Regions from separate parts of the Mus musculus genome. Here all the other regions are linked to region 3. The links are chromatin contacts, called in public Hi-C and promoter capture Hi-C maps. All regions are on one chromosome and are shown on one strand. The core of a region is the stretch at or near the end of the contact, and the rest is flanking DNA. Distances in the headings are between cores, read along the strand shown. Region 1 has its middle 73 kb from the start of Otud4. Region 2 overlaps 1700011L22Rik (RIKEN cDNA 1700011L22 gene). Region 3 has its middle 9.8 kb from the start of Gm51578.

Region 1 (3,370 bases), core at 321-2,820, 150 kb before region 3:
TTTAAATTTAATTTAATTTAATCTATTTTTACTTATTCACTTTATATCCCACTCACTGCCCCTTCCTGGTCATACACACACACACACACGCACACGCACACAGTCCTTCCCTATATCCCTTCCCTTTCTCCTCTAAGTGAGTGGAGACCCCTGGGTGTCCCCCCAACCTTGGCACTTCAAGTCTCTGTGAAGATAGGCACTTCCTCTCCCACTGAGGCCAGACAAGGCAGCCCAGGTAGTAGAACATATCCCACATACAGGCAATAGCTTTTGGGATAGCCTCTGCTCCAGTTGTTTGGAACCCACATGAAGAGCTAGCTGCACACCTGCCTCATATGATCAGGGAGGCCTAGGTCCGGCCCATGTGTGTTTATTGGTTGGTGGTTCAGTCTCTGAGAGCCCCAGGTCCAGGTAAGTTGACTCTGTTGGTCTTCGTGTGGACTTTCTATTCCCTCCAGGCCCACAGTCCTTTCTCCTATTCTTCCATAAGCATTCCTAAGCTCCATTCCCTGTTTAGCTGTGGGTGTCTTTATCTGACTGAGTCAGCTGCTGGGTGGAGCCTCTCAGAGGACGATATGCTCCTTTCTACAAGCATAACCAGAGTATCATTAATAGTGTCAGGGATTAGTGTTTGGCTGTGGGATGGGTCTCAAGTTGGGCCTGTTATTGGTTGGTCATTCGCTCAGTCTCTGCTTTCCCCTGTGCCTGCATTTCTTACAGTCAGGATAAATTTTGGGTGGAAAGTTTTGTGGGTGGGTTGGTTTCTCTATCACTCCACTGGGGTTCCTGTCTGGCTTCAGGACATGGCCTATTCATATTCCACATCCCCAGTGTAGTGAGTAATCCCCACTGATTCTTGGACACTTCTCTTATCCCAGGTCTCTGTCTTGTCCTGGAGATGCCCCCTATCTCCCCAGCCCCTCCAGTTGCAGATTTTCACTCCTTTTCATGGCCATTTGGCCATCTCTCCTACCCTTCCCCACTGATCCTGAACCTCCCATTTCCCTCCCCATACTCCCTCCCAGGTGGGGTTCTTAATGTGATATTTTAAAATTAATTTTTTGAGAATTTCATATATGCCTACAATGAATTTTGATCATATCCACCCGTATTTCATCTCTCTGGCTCCTGCTGGATCTTACCCATGTCCCCTCCCGTTCTCATGTCCTTTTAAAAAGAATTCACTTAGTCCAATTAGTGTTGTCCATATCTGCATTTGGATGGAGTCATCAGCCAGAGTTTGGCCGACTACCAGGGAGTACATCCCTGAAGTAAACGGACTCTCTCTCACTGCAGCCATCAGTGGCCAGCAACTCCTTAGCTAGAGGGGGGAGGGGCTCATGGTGGGATGCTGACTGCTTTGATCTTGGACAGATCTTGTCTAGACAACCACAGCAGCTGTGAATTCATGACTTTCCTGTTGTATCCAGAGGACAATCCTCCCTGACTTTTGCTCTTACAATCTGTGGTAGTTTGAATGTAAATGGCCCACATAGATACACAGGATATGACATGGTTGAAGGTATGGCCTTGTTATAGGAAGTGGGTCACTCTAAGGTTTCAGAAGCTCAAGCAAGGCTCAGGGTCACTCTCTCTTCCTGCTGCCTGCTGATCCAGATGTAGGACTCCCAGCTCTTTCTCTAGTACTGTGTCTGCCTGTGCACTGCTATGCTTCCTGCCATGATGATAATGGAGTAGACATCTGAAGCTATAAGCCAGCCCCAATTACATGCTTTCCTTATTAAGTGTTGCTGTGGTCTTGGTGTCTCTTCACAGTAATAGAAACCCTACCTAAAATACAATCTTTGCATGCCCTCTTCTTTCATGGTCTAGGATTCTCCTGGGAATTGATATAAAGGTCCCATTTATGGTTGAGCAGGAAATTTTGAATTTTTGGTGGAAATCCCCAAGATAGGGTTTCTTCGTGTAGAGATGACTGTACTGGAACTAGCTCTTAAGACCAGGCTGGCCTCAAACTCACAAAGATCCACCTAACTCTGTCTCCAGAGTGATTGGACTAAAGGTATGTGCCAACACTATATGACCAAGTCAATTCTTATAAAGGAAAGCATTCAACTGGGCTGACTTACAGTTTCGGAGGCTTAGTCCTTTATTGTCATGGCAGGGAACATGGCAGCATGCAGTGTGCAAGCAGACATAATGCTGGAGGAGAAGCTGAGAGTTCTACATCATGATCTGAAGTCAGAAGAAGGAAGACTGTGTATCACAATGGATGTAGCTTGAGCATAGAAGTCTGTCCCAGCAATGACACACTTCCTCCAACAAGCCCACATCTACTCCAAAAAGGTCACACCTCCTAATAATCTCTATGGGCCAACAATTCAAATACACGAGTGTATGGGGTCAAACCTATTCAAACCACCACAAAATGTAAGCCCAAATTTTCTTCTCCAAGTTGCCTTGATCATGTAAGCAGGTTAGTCAGTCAGCTGTCATACAGTGGTAAGATTCTTGATTACCACAAATAGATATAGATAGAGAAAAATGAGGACTATATGGTGAATTGGGTCAGAGTCTCTCTCTGTGTAGTGAGGCCTGCAATTTTACCCACTGAGAAAAATATTCACTTTGATGTGTGCCAATATATTAATTCATGCCTTTTTAATTAATGAAGAGCTTTGTGAAGTTCTTTTGCACCTTTAGGCAACAGTAAATCAAACAGGTTTAAATGACTTGGGGAGCTGCCTCAGTGATTAAGAGGATTTGCTGTGCTTGCAGAGGACCTGGGTCAGTTCCCAGCACCACCTGGCAGTTCACGACAACCTAGAACTCTGGTTCTACATGATATGACAACTTTTTCTGGTCTCTGGGGACTCCTGCACACACATGGTCACATATAAGCACTCAGGCACAAAGACATACTCAGTCACTCAGTCACTCACTCACTCTAAAAATGTTTAAAAATAAGAGTAAAACAGGTGTTAGACTTTTCTCTTTTATACACATAGACATACTCACACAGACACACACATGCTCACATCCTCACACACACACACATACACACACACACACACACACACACACAGGCTCACTCACACACACAGACATACACATACAGAACCCCACATACAGATCCATTCATACACACAGACACACACATACAGAATTTCACACACACAGAGACACACTCACACACACAGATACACAGGCACATTCACACACAAACATACACAAACACATGCAGACACACTTTCACAATACAGTCACACAGACACACATTCACATACATAGACATACACACAGGCACTCTTTCGCACATACAGTCACACACATACAGATACCCCACACAAGATACACTTACACACAGACACACACTCATACACAGATAAACAAGATCACTTATACATAG
Region 2 (3,552 bases), core at 31-2,530, 200 kb after region 3:
CAGTCCTCTGCAAATCTAGTTACAGATGGATATGAGTTACGGTGTGGGTGCTGGGAATTGAACCTGGGTCCTCTGGAAGAGCAGCCATCCCTCCATTCCCCACATTTAAAATATTTTAAAACAGGTACTGATATTTTAGGGGAAGGTGCAAAAGCCACCAGGTTGAGAATTGTCCATTTCCTGCCAGGCTGCCAAAATTCTTAGGGTTAAAAACATTTGCTTGGTGACCAGCTCCACTGGAAACTCTCTTTGAATTCTTCATGTTCGTGGAACCTGACTTGAAGAGGGTCATGATGTAGGACTGAAAAGCCGAGAACTCACACCCAGGATTGCCTGCTGGTTGGAAGTGGGAAAGCATAGTAAAGGTTCCTATCAGTGGGGGATGATGAAAGGGCCGAGACAAGAGACCGAGTCTTTAGCGTTTCTTAGAATTCTTGTCTTTTTAAATCCATCTTGCTTATTGATCTGTCCTTCCTGACTGAGGTACAATATATGAAACAGAAAGGGTTTATTTAGCTTTTTTTAAGATGGAAGAAAATGCAAAAGTGATGCCAGGCCCTGCTCATGAGTGATGTCTAGTTTGAAAGAGGCAATTTAAATCCTATTTTTGTGGGAACTGATCTTTGTGGATGCGCGAGTGTTGACAATCGAACCCTTTCTCCCTCCAGCTTCAGCGACAATGGGATTATGAAAGCAAGTTGGGCTCCTCGGAGGACTCAGGGACGGATCGATTCTCCTCCAATACCAGTGGAAGCTCAGGGCGCAAATTCAAGTGATTTCAAGAAAGAAGCCACAGACCTAGAGCCCTACCTCGTGTCTGTGTTAAGCCATTGAGACAGGAGTTCCAAGAAGGCTTTGATGGATTGTGCACATAGGGAAGATCTTGCTAGAAACTTCCCTGGGCTTCCTCCCTTATTCTTGTGTGTGTGCGCGCGCACACACGCACGTGTGTTGATGGGGAAGGGGTTTGTCATAAACATGATTAATGTTCCTTTACAAAGTGCCCAGGTTCACATTCTGCTGTTAGAACCTCACAAACGATAGCATGACCTCCACCTTAGTGGGCTCCAGAGTTATGTAGCCTGTCCTCTACCTCAGAGAAAGACCTTTCTGTTTTCCCTGTGCTATGACCCAGAAGGCCTGTAGCAGTTCCCTCCACTCAGGGAAAACTGGCTTTGCAGCTGGCTCCGCCTTCCGCGGCGCCCATAGGCCTGCGCCTCCCTCTTCCCGCTGCATCTGCCCTGGCGGGGTCCCCTCACAGCCGTGTGGTTGCCCTGCCCGAGAGCCGCTAAGGGACCTGGCAAAAAGGAGCAAGGCCACGGAATAGTTCCCTCCCGCTGGCAGCCATTCCTCTGCCACCCGGCGCTTCGGGGCCCCGATCCAGCCTGCACCCCAACCCACGGCTCCTGTTGAACAGGAAACACAAACGTCGCACCCTAACCCCCTAGCCGCACCCCAGGACCCAACCCTTAATATGTTTTTTTCCTTTAGCCCCAGGTTGGGCTAAATACATTCGCTGGGAGCCATCTGGTCTGCTTCCCCTTCATGTGGTTTCCATTAAACTCGCCAGAACCGTGCAATGTAAATGCAGCCCTGGGCCACTCCGGAGCCTCCAACAGTCTGCCCTGCGCAGGCAGAGCGAGGGGACCTCTGGGCAGACGCCCAGGCTGGCACCCAAGGACCATGCCCCAGTGACTGTGCATCACCACTCCTAAGGAGGCATTTATCCATGGCAAGGCTTTCTTAGTGCCCCAGTGTTCAGCTTTTGCTACATGCAAGCCAGAGTTTGTTAGAATTCTGTTTCCATTCTAAAAATCAATGTCAACAGCTTTACAGACAAATTTACAGAAATAACCTGGCCACAGAAACTCAGCGTGACCAGCAGCATGTCGGGAGGGCTGAGTCTGCCTTCTATGCAGACCGCCTTCTTCCCTGACTCCCCCTACCCCCATAGGAAAAAACAGAACAGAAAAAAAAAAGTTAGCTTATGGAAAAATACTGACTCACGCAGTGAATTAGGGTTTATAGTACAAGATAAAGGAGACAGGCCGATTTAAGGACTCATAATGTGCTGTATTTGGAAAGTTCTTCAGGTTTATCAAAGATTAGTCCGTTTATTGAGGAGACTGGAAAAAAGGGGGGGACGGGACGGGAAGCAGCAGGGGACCAGCCACAGGCACTTCCAGGCAGTGAAAGAGCCTCTGGTCAGAAGGAATTAACTTGTAGCCGTCCTGTTTTGTCCAGGGTCCTCCTTTTCCTCTGTCTCCACCACCAGCCTAGGTTTCCCTCCCTCCCTTTTTTCCTTTGCTTTCTTTCTGTTCTCTTCCCACCCCCACCCTGGCCAGGGGATTTTATTTGGGATTTTAAAATGAAACCAGGTGCTCCGTAAAACAAAGACAAAGTAGTAACAAGGAAACACGATCCAAGGCCTAAGGAATGCGCTGAGTTTCATGACTCAGGCTGTCCTGGCAAAAAAAGTAGGAGTGACATGAGAGGTGGGTGGCACCGAGCACAGACCATACATGGCAGCCCTGGCCTCCCCTGATAGGGTGGTCAATGCAGCCTGTGACTCACTTTGTAAAAGGCTTCCCAGGCTGGAGCCAAAGGATCAGCAACGGTTCCCTGAGGGGCAGATCCACGTGATAGGGCCAGGGCTACCCTGAGGTTTGGGCATCACATCCTAGGCAAAATGCCACCCTTTTCTCCAGGAAAGAGGCAGGCTTAGCAGACTGCCAAGTGCACTGGTGCCTTCAGGAGATTAACAACCTGCGGGCTTTAAAGTGACAAGGTCTCTCTCTCTCTCTCTCTCTCTCTCTCTCTCTCTCTCTCTCTCTCTCTCTCTCTCTCTCTCTTTCTCTCCTCTCTCTCTCTCCTCCCTCCCTCCCTCCCTCCCTTCCTCTTTCTCTCTCTCTCTCTCTCTCTCTCTCTCTCTCTCTCTCTCTCTCTCTGTATGTGTGTGTTGGGGGGGGGTGTGGTTGGGAGTTCTAAGTCTCTAGGATCGCTGAGGTGCCTTGGTTAGAGGGGGGTTAGGCTGCTCCTGGGAGAAAGTGGAAAGCTTGCCCATGGTGGGGCAGGAGAGGGGGTTCTGGGCGCCATTCCTCAGCAGTCAGGGCAACCAGCTCAAGGGATGCGTTATGCATAAACATGCAGGGAGACACCTAGGCAGACATCCACACATTCTCAGAATTCCTTTTAAATGAGCAGGGATGGTGTGAGGTACACTTTTTGTGTGTGTTAATAAGAGACAGGCTAAGAGTACTAAAAAGGTCCCTCCTAGCAGGGTGGTAGTGGGGGCTGAAATCGGACGGTAAGGTTCATCCTGGCCTCTCGTCATTACCTCTGCATGAGTAGAAGCAAGTGGTGTCCCTCACTCCTGAGAAGGCTGTCACGTTTCGAGTGAGAATGACTGACATAATGAGGTTTCCACATGCAGAAGCTGCACGGACTGGAGGCTTGTTTGCCTTCTCCTCTTTCCCATTCTGTGAAATACCCACCAAACAAGCTCTGCTGACTAGTCCATAATTTCAGGGAAATCACTGCTTAACTTTGTCA
Region 3 (3,450 bases), core at 462-2,961:
AGGTGGTGTAAGCCACTCACATGGCTTCTGGGTCCTCTTCAATGGCAGTGTTTCTTAAAGTGCATTAACGTCTTTCATAATATTTAAATTGTAAGGCTTTCAATGAAAGTAACAAAAGTGTCCAACTGATGAATGGGGTAAAGAAAATCTAATATCAAATACAATGAAACCTGTTCAGATACAAGGATGAAATCTTTTAGTTTGTGACCACCTGAATGGATCTGGAGGATACTGTGTTAAGCTAAATAAACCCGAGACAAAAAGGCATGCTCCATGAGTTCACCCATATGGAATCTTAAAACCTTGATCTTCTAGAACTTAACAGTAGAATAGTTGTCTGCAGAAGCTGGGGAGGGAGGACACAGACTTTATTGTGGGGATCAGTGAAGAGCCCTCGATCCTGTGAAAACATGGTGAAGAGACAATCCTTCACTGTGAGCCTTTATGTGTAGGTGTCCATGTTCCTGAACGGGTGTGTTTGTTTGTAAGTAACGTTAGCCTTTCCCCTGTGTACACATTTGTATGAGTCCTGGCCAGATGTGCCTATGTGGCCCAAGATGCTAAGGTAGACGAAACCAGTCTGTAGGAAGGGTGTTTTCCAGCATGAGGGTAGCTGGTTCATTTCATTACTAGCTTGGCTCAATGCTAGTAAATGCTAAGGATTGTGGGAAATGGCTGAACACATACAATCTAAAAAGGATATGGCCTCAGCGCTCAAGTGATGCTTCTGAGGCCACAGGAAGAAACAAGGTGACTCCATAGAAAAACCCCAGTCACCATGAACAAACGCACTAGCTTTGGAACATTCAGGCCCATCTGTAACTTCCGGTAGCAACGACACTTCCGGTTTATCCCTTTACCTGGCTCCCTGTATCAGGACTGGACTCCTTCAAAGTCAGTAAGTTGTAGGGTGGTAGTGGAGGCCTCAGGAAGTCCTTCCTGTCACCAAGGACTGGTGGGTACTCAAATATCAAGGGAAATACATAAAAGTCTGGTATTGTGTTTACATTGCACACTAGTAAAGAGTATTCCAGGCACATGGGAGACAAGAATCTCTTCAGAGTAAGTTATCTCTCATTTGCTGTGAGTTTTCTTACACACACTCTCACAATACCTACATGTAGCTCACTCTGTGCATATTTCCTGCACACTGGGGCAGGGGAAGTGTGTAATGAAAAGCAAGCACCCGGTTCAGCTATGAGAAAAATGGACCTAGAAAGGACAGCGTGGGAGACCTTGGAAGAAGCAGTCTTGTGCAATTTGCCTCTTCAAGATGCCTTTTCCAATACTAGCAGGCTGCCACTTGGGAGCTTGCTCCCGAGTATTTCCAAGATCCACAGGACAGTGGTTCAATGGTAGCTAGAGTCCCATGTGGCTTGTTCACTTATAGCAGGCCTGGTAGATGCTCAGTAAGTATTTCCTGACCAAATAAATGATCTAGTGAGTTAACAGCCATGAAAGCATCTAAGCAAGACAAAGGGGGATTGAAGAGTGCTGCTTCATCTCTGTCCACTAAGATTCTCCCTTGGGAGAGAAGCAGGAGAGCATTGATACGCATGCTCTGGGGAGAAGGCCTGTGTGACAGAGGGCTTCAGTCCAGGTCCTGGTGAGCTAAATTGAATCAATGAGCATTCTCCCATAGAGGAGTATCCCCACAGAGAGGAAATGAAACCTTCGATGGAGAGGAAGTCAATCTTGATTTTTCTGGGCCTGGTGCCAGATATCCTAACACATTAACCATGAGAGACAACAGCAGAGGCACCCAGGACTCATGCTAGACTGTGCTGCTCTTCTTCTCTTGGTTAGCTGGTGCTGAGTAACTAAGTCCCGTGCTCCACAATTTCAGGGCCTGCGCTATCAGGGAGGCCTGAATTACTCTATCTGCTACAGAGGGGTAACGGAAGCTGCGTGAGGTGCTTCTGATCCCAGCCTTCCGGCACTGAGAGTTCACCAATGTTTTCATTTCACTGAAGATTAACTTAAAGAGGCAGGGTAACCTATACATATTGGGAAGAAAGAATGGTTTCTCATTCTATTCTATTCTATTCTATTCTATTCTATTCTATTCTATTCTATTCTATTCTATTCTATTTATTTATTTATTTATTTATTTGAGATAGAAAGGAGGGCTTGTGCTGTGGAGGCCAGAGAATCACTTTCAGGAATCAGTTCTCTCCTTCTACCATGTGGGTCTCACCTGGGAATCGAACTCTGGTCCTCAGGTATGGAAGCAAGTGTCTCTACCAGCCGAGTCATTTTGCCTGCCCGAAGGAATATTTTTTTTATTTGATTAAAAAAAACAAAGAACAAAAACTTGTTGTACAGTGGAGGAAAATTTATTGACAGGGGTGTTATGAGACTCCTCATCGTGTGTTCTTATTTTAACATTCATCAGCACATAACAAACCTACTAGCTCTTGCTATTTGCTACGTGGGAAGAGTTTTGAAAGCATAGAACCTTGAAAAGCCACAAGGTCTTTCTTGGCTAAAATGTGCATGCCTATGATGGTGCATACCTGTATTCCAGTACTTTGGAATTGAGAGCACAAATTTAAGGCCTGCCTAGACTGCGTAGGAGACCATATTTAAAAGACAAAAATATTTATATCTAATTCAAAAAAATTGGAGGCCTCCAAGTGGGAAACCTGCAAAATCTTGTGCTAAGATGTTTTGAATACATTACTGTCCTCAGATAGCTCACAGTGAGAAGACATCCAAAGGCAACTCCTGACAGTGGCAGGGCGAATTACATAGGACGTGCTTAGTTTGACGCTGGCTCCCAGTGTTCACCATTGTACGGGGTTATTCTGTGTGTGCTGCCACTCCCCATGAGTTGCTTGAAGGGAGCGATGTGTTCAAAACCCTGTGCACAGTTAGAGTTGTTCTAGTGTCCTTTCTGCCACTGTGATAAGACGCTCGGGCCAAAGGCAAGTTAACAGAGGATTGTAGCCTACAGGTCACAGTCCATCACTGGAGGAAGTCAGGGCAGAAACTCAAGGAAGAACCTAAAGCAGAAACCATGGAGGAATCCTGCTTGCTGGCTCCCTTGCAGGCTGGCTAACACTCAGCTAGCTTTCTAAGGCAGCTTAAGTCCACCTGCCCAGAAAATGGTGCTGCCCACAGTGGGCTAGTTCCTCCTACATTAAACACTGATCAAGAAATCCCGAATAGACATGCCCACAGACCAATCAGATCTGATCCCTCATCTGAGACCTCCTTTTCAGGCTGTGTCAAGTTGATAGTAAAAAAACAAAAAAACAGTGCTCAATAAATATTTGTGAATGAGTCAATGTCTTTATTGTTAATTTAAATTCAAATAAATCCAAGTGGTTCGGACTCAAGTGTTTGTTGCAAACTATATAACATTTTGTTTTTGTAGTGTGTGTATGTGTTTGTGTGTGTGTGGAATATACACATACACAAGTTATGCTGAATAGATATCATGACTTA

Evidence for each region. Promoter capture Hi-C pulls out the DNA fragments that hold promoters and counts their contacts. Hi-C and Micro-C count contacts between places; a contact is called where the count stands out from the background.
Region 1: a Hi-C map of the N1E-115 cell line shows a contact between it and region 3, with 6 times the contacts expected there. The contact joins two enhancer-like sites. A contact is called at or near these places in 4 of 39 promoter capture datasets (liver, pre-B cells, stem cell-derived epiblast-like cells and 1 more), 1 of 15 datasets of contacts at CTCF or cohesin (the NIH/3T3 cell line), 2 of 484 Hi-C or Micro-C datasets (the AML12 cell line and the N1E-115 cell line), 3 of 115 datasets of contacts at active chromatin or transcription factors (embryonic stem cells, forebrain and stem cell-derived neural progenitor cells) and 3 of 9 other capture datasets (adipose tissue, liver and pancreatic islet).
Region 2: a contact with region 3 is called in a promoter capture Hi-C map of liver, with 1.9 times the contacts expected there. The contact joins two enhancer-like sites. A contact is called at or near these places in 1 of 39 promoter capture datasets (liver), 1 of 115 datasets of contacts at active chromatin or transcription factors (embryonic stem cells) and 1 of 9 other capture datasets (liver).

The regions. Positions count from the first base shown.
Region 1 is chr8:79,564,546-79,567,915 of GRCm38.p6, reverse strand. No RefSeq gene overlaps it. Among named protein-coding and RNA genes, the nearest start is that of Otud4, 73 kb to the left of the region's middle. Within about 2 kb of position 1,570, at least 3 of the 459 cell types and tissues checked have an H3K27ac peak or open chromatin away from gene starts, as enhancers often do. A contact at or near this core is called in the N1E-115 cell line, where this site is marked.
Region 2 is chr8:79,207,874-79,211,425 of GRCm38.p6, reverse strand. 1700011L22Rik (RIKEN cDNA 1700011L22 gene) reads left to right here. Exons shown (of 6, transcript NM_026315.1): 6 at 669-996. The coding sequence ends at 776. Among named protein-coding and RNA genes, the nearest start is that of Gm30271, 7.8 kb to the right of the region's middle. Within about 2 kb of position 1,280, at least 235 of the 459 cell types and tissues checked have an H3K27ac peak or open chromatin away from gene starts, as enhancers often do. A contact at or near this core is called in liver, where this site is marked.
Region 3 is chr8:79,413,357-79,416,806 of GRCm38.p6, reverse strand. No RefSeq gene overlaps it. Among named protein-coding and RNA genes, the nearest start is that of Gm51578, 9.8 kb to the right of the region's middle. Within about 2 kb of position 1,711, at least 33 of the 459 cell types and tissues checked have an H3K27ac peak or open chromatin away from gene starts, as enhancers often do. A contact at or near this core is called in the N1E-115 cell line and liver, where this site is marked.